2 separate regions of the Zea mays genome follow, and region 2 is linked to region 1. The links are chromatin contacts, called in public Hi-C maps. All regions are on one chromosome and are shown on one strand. Each heading gives the region's core, a stretch centred on a gene start, on an enhancer-like site or on the middle of the called end of the contact. The rest is flanking DNA. Distances are from core to core; before and after follow the strand shown.

Region 1 (6,265 bases), core at 1,993-4,492:
CCGCCACCAAGATGCGCAGCACGCGGCGTAGGCCGTTGCGGAGCTCGTCGACGTCCTCGCGGCTCGGGGTGAAGCGCACGCGTCCTTCGCCGTCCACGAACCCGACGCCGCGGTCGCGGACCAGCGCAAAGGCGTGCGCCGTGCGGGAGTACCGGCGCATGCGCTCCTTCATGTCGCGGCCGGACTCCCACGGCACCATCGCGGCGAAGGCGCCGGGCCCCAGCGCCGGCGTCTCGATGATGGTGCGGTCCGTGACGCGGTGCATGCTGGTGATGATGCCGCCCTCGTAGCACTTGCCAGAGAGCGGGGGGTCCTGCTTGTTCTCCGGGAAGTAACCCCACGCCATGGACACCGGGTGGAGGTGGAGGTTGCTGCCGATGTGCCGGTTCTTGAGCCCGCTACGCCGCAGCAGCGGCGGCGTCATCAGCGCCCCACAAGCCGCGATCGAAACCTTGGCCTCGATGCGCAGTTTCTTGGTGACGCCGTTGCTCGCGCAGGTCGCCACCAGGCCCACGCACTTCTTGCCCCGCCCGCTTCCGCTGCCGCTGCTGTGGTTCTTCTCGAGGACGAAGTACTCAGCCTTGCAGCCGGTCAGGATGACCGCGCCGCGCGCGACGGCGTCCACGAGCCACGTCGTGTCGGTGCCGCGCTTGTCCCCGGTCGGGCAACCGAAGTTGCAGCTCCCGCAGAAGTGAGCATCCGACGAGTTGCGCGGCACAGCGTCGGCGCACAGCCCGAGAGCCTCGCACCCGCGGCGGACCACCTTGTTCTGGAACCCCTCCTCCTGGCACCCGTCGGTGACGCCGAGCCGGGCGCACACCGCGTCCATGGCCTGCGCATACCCGGGGCTCGCGAACACCGGGAGCCCGTGCTCGCGCGCCCACTCCTGCGTCACCTCCTCCGGCGTCCGGATACTCGCCGACCAGTTCACCGCCGAGCCGCCGCCGACCGTGGCGCCCGTGAAGATCATGGTGGTCACGTTGGACGTGCAGAAGATGCCGCCTCGCTCGAAGAGGCGCTCCATGGACGGGCCCTCGATCGAGCTGTAGTCCTCGGCGGTGAAGTAGTCGCCTTTCTCGACGACCACCACCTTGTACCCCGCGGACGCGAGCACGGCCGCGGCCACGCCACCGCCGCAGCCGGACCCCACGATGACGGCGTCGCATTGCACTGTGTGGTGGTTCGCGTCCGACGACGCCGGCTTCACCGTGAGGCCCCTCCCCACGAGCGATCTGAGCAGCTTGTTGTCGTCCAGCAGCCTGGTCTCCACGACGCCGACGTCGAGGGGCCGGGACGGCGACGGTGTCGCCGTCCGAGCCCGATCCTCCCGTGGCTCGTCCACGCTGTATCCTATCGCTTTCCAGTATGGATTCTCGGAGTTCTCGTTCACCTGCATGTCAAGAGAGAAATCTTTGCACTGGATGTCTGCCTATGATCTTTTTTGAGATGAAAAAGGATGACTGTGAAAAACATTGTACTCGCTCCGTTTTTTAGTTGTCGTTGGATAGTTTAATTTTACACTATCCAGCGACAACTAAAACAAAACGGATAAAATCCATAGCATCAATGGTTTGCCCGGAATAGTATGGCCACAGTTTTCTTTTCTTTCGGTGTGCAACAACAGGATGAATTTGTGCCATGCAAGGACAGAGCCAGAAATTATTTTTAGAATGGACTAAACTAAACCACTACTATATATATGAAACCCTTCTATATTATTATACCATATACGTTTAAGATTTAGAGGGTCTCCATAGGCACAAGAGCAGTAGAGGGGACTCGAGCCCTATCCGTCCCACTGGTCCACTGCCATGCTTGTGGCTATGGTTGGTGACCTTGATGATACACGATCCATTGTTAAACAAGCTGCCCTGATCACAAGAACCAGATTTTTTTGTGGTCCCTTCTCATGGACCGAGACACCTTAGCACATTATAAGACTATACTGGTGTGTTATGCTGCCTCTCATGGCATCTGAAGATTCGAAAACGTGCATGGCCAAGTTAGCATTCAGATAAGCAGTCATTTTCAGTTTTCGGAACTGGGCCGAGCAAGACTTTTTAGTGTGCTATTCATCAGAAAGTATTTGTTGTGTTTAGCTTGGAGAGAGATCAGAGACGGGGCCTCCCGCAGAGCTGTCCTGTAATTATTATGTGATTCTAAAGCACCCAACGATCCTGAACAGATAGTAAGTTGTAGTACCTCCTGAATGAGCAGCGGCAAGCTACCATGCATAATAATAACACTAGCTTCAGATCTCTGCAGTAAACACTTTAAATGCCGTGTCGGCGCTATATATGTTGTTCCTGATCCTGACGTTCTTGTTGTGTTCAGATTCGCCGGTGTGGCTGGAGTGGACCATGCATGCATGATTCCCTATCGCTGTATTCAGATTTCAGAGAACTGGCTGACGTACCACACTAGTAGTACCCGCGTTCAGGAACAGTGGAAAGCCGCCCGTTACTAATTGGAGGGTTCCAGAACCTAATCTCCTGCCGATTAGTATAGACGCCTAGATTTATTGCGGCCAGCACGGTGCGTACGAGAGAGAAGGGTGCGGCCGGCGTACCATGGCGTAGAAGACGTAGTGGCAGAGGATCTTGACGATGGCGAAGGCGATGCGGAGCGGGAAGAGCCAGCGCACCCGGTTCCAGCGCCGCAGGGCCGCCTCCCGCCGCTCCGGCGCCATGTCGGCGAACCTGCGCACGTAGGGGAAGCCGGCGCCGAGGCTGAGCCGGCCGCACAGCAGCAGCGTGCCCGCCCGCGTGCTCAGCGCCCAAAGCACCACCCACGCCAGCGCCACCGCCTCGCGGATGCACCGCGTCACCATCAGCTCCGCGACCTTTTGGTCGTTCGTTCGTTTGTTTGTTACAGCAAGCAAGCACGAGATACAAAAAGAAATGTCAGGCTCTGATTCGGTTAGATACTGCTGGAAAGCAAGCCTTCGTATGTGTAAACAATAAATCATGCAGAAATCGAGGTTGTTATTTCGCGGAGGGGGAAGAGCGTGACATCAGTGACGGGGGCTTTTGAGCTAATCTGCTTACGTCTTCTCACGTGTACGAGTTAGCATGAGGTGTAACGTCGATACCACAGTACTAGTTGCTGGCACTGCTACTTCTAGGGAGCAAGCGATTCAAAAGTCGTGACAGGATCACTCAGGCGTGCACCGCTACTTTCCCGTGCAGCGGACGGGATGTCTTGCCCAGTTTCTCAGTGCCAGCGCCCGGGACGGGACGGCGGGACCTGTGCAGTGCTGGGTACCGAGCAAGGGTTTTTATTTGTTGGTTTGCTGCGTACGCTGGGCGCAAGATTTTTATTACCAGCGCCTGCCACATAGAGCATCACCGCAGAGGACAGTATAGATGGCCAAACGGGCCGGCCCGGCCCGGCACGGCCCGGCCCGTGACCGGCACGGCCCGTGGTCGGCATGGCCCGCCAGGCCCGGCTACTGAATCGTGCCGTGCCAGATGGGCCGGTCAGCCTGCTAGTCGTGCCGGGCCGGCCCGGTGGCACTATGGCCCATCTGATTATATTGTATAATTTAGCAAAAAATGTGCAGTTTTAAGGGTTTGAACTCACAACCTAGTGCATAAGAGGCTTAAACGCATCCATCTAACCAGTGCAGATGTAGTTTTATTGTGTTATATGTTGAATTCTTATACTTGATATATGTAAACTATTATTTTTAAAATAAAAAATGTAACCGTGTCGTGCCCGTGCCAGCACTACGGGTCGAGATAGTGGCCCAGGCAAGGCACTATAGCCGTGCCGTGCCAGGCACTAGCACTATACTAACCGGGCCGGGTCGTGCCTGGACCGTGCTTTTTCGTGTCGTGCCTGGGCCGGCCCATCGTGTTAGTGCCAAATGGCCATCTATAGAGGACAGCAGGGCCTCACCTCACCTACTCCAAACGTCCAGAGATGAACAGGGGAACGCACACCGTACCACCCAGATGATGAGACGAATATGGTTTCCGTTTTGATTTTTTTTTTCACCAAAACACACGGCGGGGGGGGGGGGGGGGGGGGGGGATCCACGAAGCAATTCGTGTGGGTTGGGTTCTCGCTGCTCACCTCGTCGGGGATGGTGGAGTCGGCCGCGGAGGCGAGGTAGAAGCGCTCGAGGTCCTTGCCGCCGGGCGGGTCGCCGCGGCCGGCGTCGGCGTCGGCGGGCAGCGAGGGGATGAGCGCGCCGCACATGGCGCGGAGCGCCTCCATCTGCGCCGGCCGCATCCCGTGCGTGTACCGGTCGCGCCTCCACCCGCCGCGCAGGAGCGGGTGGCCCCTCGCCGTCCTCCGGCCCGGCGGGCCCGCCTCGCCGCCTGACACCACCGCCGGGGCGGCGCCCTTCCCGCTCTCCCTCTCCTCGCCGCCTTGCACCGCCATTACGCTACTGCGCAGGAGCGCGTGGCTCGCTCGCTGCGCTGCGAGAACGACACGGAGACGATATGATATCAAGGCGCGGTAGGGTTCGTCTTCGGTTCGGGTAAGGCTGCTGCTTCTTGTGGCGGGCGTGGCGACCTGGGGTGGGCTGAGCTGGGCTTTTGGCGCGCGTGTTTATATAGAACTCCGTCGGGCTTGGCCGCTTGGGAGAGAGAGAGAGATAGGGACGTGCCTCTTCCTCCTCATTCAAGACGGGACGATACGGCTCGCCAACCAACCCGGCCGAGCACAAGAGGCCATGGACTCTCACGCACGGACGTCGTCGCCGTGTGTTTGCCATGCAAGCGCGATCGCCGGCTTCAGAATGTCTTACGAGAGGACAGAGAGCTCCCAACGAATACACGACATTTTTCTCTGTTTTTTTTAATATAAACGAACGAACTATACGAGAGTTACCAACGGTGAAGGAGATACGGTTAGTAGGGCCCACATGTGGCATTTGGGTTCTGGCGAAACAAAACAAAATAAATAAAACAACGAAGTTTAGTCACTGGTATTTCGATCGTGTAAATGCCAAACAAAAATAGATTCTAACGGTTCATTAGTGGGTTGTTTGGTTTCCTCCCTAATGCGTCACAACCGTAGTGACGCCTTAAACACGAAACCAAACATCCCTAGTTACTCTCCTCATCTAGTAGATAAGGAGTAACCAAACTTTATTTTAGGGGATGTTTAGTTCTCAACGCTTAAACTTTAGTCACTAAACTGACAAATAATATAACTAAAAAGTCTCTCAAATGGGAATTCAAATATAAATTTTAGCGACTAAACTTTAGGACTAAAGGAACCAACACCACATCTCCAACAAGGAGCTCTAAAATTGAAATAGGACCGCGTCTAAATGTTTTAGGGCTTCAAATAATTTTTTTACTACAACAGTTAGGCCTTAAATAATACTATTTAGAAAATAAACCATGTTATTAGAAAATAAAATAGTTGTAAATTAATAAGAAACGAGAATAGGGCTCCAATATATAGGGTCGTATATTTAGGACTCGAGAGATCGAGTCGTATAATCGTTTGATGAATTTTTATGAAATAAGGTCATTATTGGAGTGTGTGTTATGGTCCTGAGCCCTATATTTCAAAATACAAACTTGTTTAAGGCCTATATTAAAGATGCTCTAATCCCATAATTTAAGGTTTACTCTCTAGACATGCGTACATCGATACAGTAGCACTAGTGTTGACATAGATAATAAAATATATTTTATATATATATTTGATTGACTAACTATATATAAAAAAGTGCCAAGATCTATAATATCAAATTCGTATTATTAGGTATGTTATATGCTTATGTACGTGTCACACAAATTTCAGCACTTTTTATGTAAATCTGGCCAGACATAGAATAATTGACTTAACAAGACGACTCTAGAAATTAATTTTAAATAGAGAAGGATATATAGCGTAACACTTAACCATGTGCAAAACTGTGTGTGCTAGCCCTGATTATCAAAAACTAGTCTAATAGTAGTTGTGTGTTTAGTTTCAGTAGTTTTGATGCGTTTGGTGTCGTCCAAGGATGGAAACCAGACCATTAAAATAGAAGTTGCCCGGATAGAAATATATTTCATTTTATATGTAGATATATATTGCCAAGGTGTCCATTAATCTTGAGTCCCGAAGTAACACAACACTGTACCCCGGTAAACACCCACGTCACTATTCCTCCTGGCAAAGCAACACGATCGCGTCACTGCCAGGTCCACCCAATGCATGTGGCCGCTACGGTGCATCATTCGACGGAAGAGACGTACGCTTGTATGGCTTGCAAGGCAGAGACTGGAGTTGGTCCTGTCGCTGCTGAAGAAGG
Region 2 (6,265 bases), core at 2,822-5,321, 250 kb before region 1:
GAAAACAGCTTGTCAGCCTCAATAACAAATCATAAAAAAGAATCAAGAAATTTGCAATCATGAACTCAAAGAGGAGACAATCAAAACTTGCTTGTGATGCAGAAGCACTCCTGATACTCCATCTTCCGCACTGCCCATATTAGAAGATCAAACTATGAGTACAAACAACCACAAAAGAAACTGAAAAAGTATAGGCTATATCTACTGATCTACTTACATGAAGGGCTCATTGTAGTGGCCTCCTGAATTATGCGAAAAACCTCCAATAGAATTCTGTCATTAAGAAAATATCACTAAAGGACGCTTCGAGTGAATAATAATTTAATGCACACTGACATTTGACTTCTGCAATACTTCAAACCTAGATAGTATCTAATATCTTTTTGCAACATAGTGTATCCTGAATTGAGCATAAAGCAACTGCGATAATAGACCTAAACTTTAGAGCGGATCAAAAGGGTGATAATCCCTAATGATCATCGATGAGCTGAGATTTGGACACTGGGTAAACAGATATACCCTATGCATATCATCATGGTAATAAAACCGAGATAGCTTAGCTCAAATTTTGCATCAGATAGCGCACAAATTAAAAAAAATACACTGCATAAATTAAAAACTTTTAGATTTGTACTTACCGCCCATGTCATTAACAGGCTTACTTTTGCACGATCTCTCCCAGTGTTTACTAGCTGCAATGAACCACCAAATAGAAAGGCTGTTAGGTAACTTATTGGAGCAAAAGGGTATTTTAATATCAAAATCATCTACAATAAATAGCAAAACTCAATTGGCAGATACACCGTCATTGAACTATTCATTTATTATTCGTCAACAATTGGCATTTCCAAATTTCATGTAAGGCGACAATGATTTCATATTCCACTAGTTACAAAATATTGAAATAGAGTTTACACAAAGATGATATTTCAGCACCTAATTGAATGGCCATATGTGAACTCCATTTTAAAGGAAATATCTTGCATAAATATGCATAGTAGGCTTTTCAAAATGTCTTGCTAGGGAATAGGAAACAGGAAAGTACAAAATGTAGACCTGCAAGAATTTTCAACTCAGCATAAACGGAATTCCATTAGCCACTTACAGTATACACAAATACAGATGTTGGAAGACTGCTATCCTTGTAATCATGAGGAATGAAAGGTGATATTTGACGACATGAGATTTTAAGGTCTGGATCAGGTTCACCTGCAACAAATTAAGAAAATCTTAAAGGGGTCGAAATCACTGTGCTATCAACACACTGCCACCTTATTGCATTAGCATTACAGTGCCCTATTAAAAAACAACAGTCTCTTTGGTAAGAACTTAAAAAATACAACAAATTCCTTGCGTAGGTTGCAAATTTAAGCATGTTACCATAGATCTACAATGGCATACCATCATAAACAGTCCATGCCCGAGGGAACAATGCATGATAGGTCGAGTGTTGACCACTTAAATTCCAGTCCCATGAAGAAATTCCAGAGTCACTATTTTTCCTGAAAATCGCATAAAACATCAATTAAGGTACTTCTACAGAATAGATAGCATGAAAAGCACAAAATTTGACCAAGTTGTTAATCTGATCAGCATGCCACTCCCACCAATATAGTACCTTACTAGAACCAAAACTAAATACCAATTGCAATAGATATATTATCATTTAGAACCTAGAGGAAGTATATTCCATATTGACCTTCAATCGCCAAGTTGGCAGAACTATAACAAAATATATTGATACAGATAAAAGTTGTTCCGTATATATAGATCTCAAGAGGTAAATATGGAAAAAAGAGAAACAGGCAAATTGAAAAGGGTAGGCACAGGACATAAAGTAAACAGTAACTTTGAGCAAATGTTTTTGTGTATGATTTTAACATGATAATCTGCTCATAAGATGGCAAGCTTTAAGCACACATAACAGGATGGGTGACTTACTTCAGACCTTCATGATGTCCAGGAGCCAAAACTGATGAGTATTTCTTATTACCCCCGTCTCGAGATACAAATATCTGGAAAAGCAGTATATTTAACTGTTCAAAGGTTGAGCCTTAATAGTAAAACTAAGGCCAAAATACTGCAAAAATTTGCGGCGCTAGGTGTAAAATTGTAATCTACCTGAAATATAATCAATTATAAGAACTTAATGAAGTGTTTAAAGACATTAGAATAGGTATGTCTAAAGTTATTGTGCTGGCTAAAGAAACGAAATGCATTACAAAGGGCGAAGGCAGGTACATGAAAGAAGAACAATCTAAAGTTATTGCACCAACTAAAGAAACGAAATGCGTTATAGAATGTATGCATAGCTTGACAAAAAAAATGCCCCTATCAACCATACTTCATATATCAGTGGAAAAAAGTGTAACCAGCCCACCAGCAAGTGCCAACTGTGAAGATTAAGTAACCTTCCCAGACATCATAACCTTGGTTGCATGCAACCATTCAGAAAAGGCAGTGTTATGCCATCTTAGCAAAGAAATATCATCTTATCGAACTCCCAAAAAAATGCATTGATCACATAGTTATATAAAATATAATAACTCATTTGCACATGGAACTTAAAATGTGTTTGTTTAAGTGATACTTCAAACATCTATAGTGCTCAAAAGGACATATCATCATACACATCAAGCTTCAAGAGTACATAAAGCATTGCACACATACATCATACAGCAAACCAAAGTCTAATAGAAACAGCATGATAAGATAGAAACATTACAGAGAACTGGTTCTCCATGACCGGCGAACTTTCACAAAGACCAGGTATGATGTGCCAATTCTTGAACTCTCCCCTGAAACCTCTCGAAATGCTTCCGCTCCTGTAAAAACCGATACTGCTGATATGAAGGCAAAGTTCTCCAGAATGCATCGATATATGAAGTTCAGATAAGCAATGGCATTAGCACACACCCCATCCCACCAAGTGGCACACCCTGGGAAGCTGACGGTTTACAGCGCTCTTTTGTGAACGGATCGATCGGTGCTTTCTGCAAGCACAACAACAGATCACACCCTGTCAGCACAGTTTTTGGATCCATTTGTGTTCTGAAGAAAATCATGCATAGGAGGATAGCTGATGTCACCCGTCCATGTGACGCCTCCTCCCGAACATACGACCATAGTCTCAGGCCAAGGCTCATCTGCAATTGCGGGAGCAGAACTTAGCAGGCAGCACCAACAAGGCAACAGCTTTGAACTAGAAGAGGAATAGAAAAAGCACATGTCCTAAAACACCCAACACAGAGGACCGGATCCCCGAGGCGTCCATACCATCCTCATTGCCTCCATGAAAGTGACACTGAACTCCTTGAGGATGTTCGCGTGGCTGTTGAGCCGCCTCCGCCACGCCTGCTCCGGCGGCGCCCCGCCATCGAAATCCAACTGCAGCGAAGGAAGCTCCAAAACGTCAGACCACCCCGCAAGCAACAGTCAACACGAAACGAGAAACGGAACGGATTCGCCGACGCAGGAGCCAAAAAGTGGGCTCACCAGCTGCAGCGCGGTCCGGCCGACGTACTCCTCCGCCGGCCACGAGTTCTTCCGGCAGTGGAAGATGTGGCCGCTCACCATCGCGCCCGCTCGACTCGAAGTGCTAGTTGCCGCTTCTCACCCTCCCCCGCGCCCGCGGTCACTGCCGCAGCCCCACCGACACGATCCTGCCCGCGCCGCGCGCCGCCGATCCGGGGTGCGCGCCCCCTGGGCTCCCGCCAAACCAGAAGATTCGCGGGCCGGACGCCCTCATGCGCATCCCCCGCGGCGACCGGGATCCCCAGCGGTAGCCCTCCGCATCGCCGCGCCGCCCCCGCAGATCGATTCGGCGCCCTCTGGATCGGCTGGTCACGCCGCGGCCGGCTGGATTGGATTGGACCGAATCCAACCGGTGAGTATGTATGGCTCTCCCTGCCCCTCCTCTTCTACCTTTTCTCCTCGCGGGCTGTCTGTCGCCGCGCTGGTGTGGTGCGCTATGGAGTCGTTCTCGAGGAGCGAGAAGGTGAGAGGAAGTCGACGGCGCACGCACTGGTGCCCGGAGGGTGGAGGGCTGGGCCTTCTGGAAGAGAAGAAGAAAGTGGTTACAGCGCCTACCGGCCACGCGCGTATGAATGGATACTACTAGTAGTACTCTACCAGCCCCGTTGGGTGGCGGTGCCGATTCGTGAGTTGGGGCGGCGGGCGGTTTACTAGCGTCTTCTCTGACGGCAGTTCGTGGTCTTTGCGTTGAGTTCAGGTGTCCACATACGTAACGGGAACCGAGGAAAACCTGCCGGTGATTTTGGGGGACGCCGGCCTGGCTCGTAGACTACGCTAGAATCGGTGCTGAATGCTACTACACGGTACGGAATAGCGAATCGGAATCCTTTTTTATGCTTTTAGCGAGGACTGCAACAATTTTGTGCGGTGCGGATCGGTTTTGCTTTTAGAGACCGAATTGAGTGTTTGGTTTGGCTTTTTCTTTGGTTTTTGTCCTTTAAAAACCAAAAATAAACTAAAGGACTGCAACCAGAAATTAACATTTTTAAGGATTCATTTCCACAAACGAAAATGAACTGTTTTTTTTAGAAAATAAATTTTTTTTTGAAAAATAGGGTTCCCAATCTAGCCCTAAAACACGACTTTTTCGTAGGACAAACATGAAAGCACCTCTAGACCTACTTTTAGTAGCTTTTGAATAAACTGAGAAAATATAAATGTAAGAACTTTTAGCGGCTTTAGAGATTCCACCAAATAATTTTTAACTTTTTAATAGATCACACCCCATATAAGCTTTTTTTATAGCTCACAGGCAACAACAACTTTTTTCACAGTCACAACCCAACCAAACAGACCCTTGGAGTGTGTTTGGTTTGGCTTTTGTTCCATAAAAGCCAAAAGCTAAACTAAAGGAATGGATCCAATAAACAACTTTTTCCTAAAATCCGACTTTCTCGTATTGTAAAACTGAAAGCAACTCTGGACCTGCTTCTAGCGGCTTTTGATGGTACCAAACGATTTTAGGATTTTTAATAGCTCACATCACACAACAGTTTTTTCACAGTTTACAGCCTACATCAGTTTTTTCCACAGCCACAACATCAACCAAACAGACCTACCGGTTCGAGGTGCGTAATCACGTTGTTAATTAATCTACTAATGTATAATGTGGAGATACTACTGATGAAAATTTGTGTTGAAAATATATTTCTGGAACATAGCTCTCTGAATGGCACAATCAAAATTAACATACTGTTTATGGAGAATTTTTCGATAATGAATTGAGATAGATCACGAGATCAAAAACTAAAGGTATGACATAGGAGACATGAAAATTAAGATAGATTCGGGCCTCTTGATTTAAGATGATATTATGTGTCCGCTTTATGGTGGTGTTTTTGTATTTTCTAATAAAAACTCATCTGATATGATCTCATGGGATCTACTTGAGGGCTCCCTGCTCCTGCTTCTAAGAAGGGGGCGATTAATACCTAGTCCATAATGGTATCAAATCGGTTACCTAATTGTACATGAATCCAATTATATGATTACAAGTGTATCTTTGACTTATCATTTATCTGTTAGGATCTTTGTATTATCCGATAGAACCTTTGTCTTATCTGTTAGGATCTTGATCATATCTTCTATTCGGATAAGACCTTTGTCGTGTTTGTGCTTCTGTAATCCTATTGGTGGTAGACCTCCTTCTGATCATGATGGACGAGTCTATGGGCTCTCAGCCAAGCTCATGGCCAATCTTACATATCCTTCTCGTTGAGATTGATCCAGGTACCCCTAGTATATATATTCTTGACAATAGTCTTCGATTTTTATTTGGTTGAATCATTAACTCATGTTGATGAGACTCTTCTATTGAATCTTCTTGAACGTCTTGAATTGTTTGTGACTGACTTGTTTTGTCTTCTAGTCGAGTCCTTAACTCTGTCATCCAACCCTCGAATCTATAGACTTGGTACATTGTTCAGGACTTGGTCACTTTACCAAACTTGCGCTTCAGAGTTTGCAACTCTATGTCGCACCTGCTTTTTAGCTGTTTTATAAAAGAAAATATGCCTTTTAGCGGCTTTATAGAAAGAAATAAGCTTTTTAGCCTCTTTATAAAAAGGAAATATTTTGCAGTGCTTTAGCTTTCGATAGCCATTAATCTAAAGAATTTTTTGGCCAACGTTCTATGCCTCGGTATAAATGGATGGAAGATCTTATATCAAGCACATTGATGTCATCTTCTCCAAAATGAAGAGAACCTAGAAACTGAAAACTCTAGGCCTTA

What was found. A called contact is a pair of places that touch in the nucleus more often than the background predicts.
Region 2: a Hi-C map of bundle sheath shows a contact between it and region 1, with 4 times the contacts expected there. The contact joins the promoter of LOC100279895 here to the promoter of LOC100274574 in region 1. A contact is called at or near these places in 5 of 25 Hi-C or Micro-C datasets (bundle sheath, ear, endosperm and 2 more).

What each region holds. Positions count from the first base shown.
Region 1 is chr1:238,097,673-238,103,937 of Zm-B73-REFERENCE-NAM-5.0, reverse strand. LOC100274574 reads right to left here and starts at 3,242. Exons shown (of 3, transcript NM_001148927.1): 1 at 3,048-3,242; 2 at 2,570-2,842; 3 at 1-1,390. The coding sequence starts at 2,830.
Region 2 is chr1:238,344,161-238,350,425 of Zm-B73-REFERENCE-NAM-5.0, reverse strand. LOC100279895 reads right to left here and starts at 4,071. Exons shown (of 18, transcript NM_001361000.2): 1 at 3,496-4,071; 2 at 3,277-3,387; 3 at 3,090-3,146; 4 at 2,917-2,993; 5 at 2,726-2,825; 6 at 1,942-2,015; 7 at 1,402-1,502; 8 at 1,106-1,209; 9 at 639-692; 10 at 218-273; 11 at 92-130. The coding sequence starts at 3,576.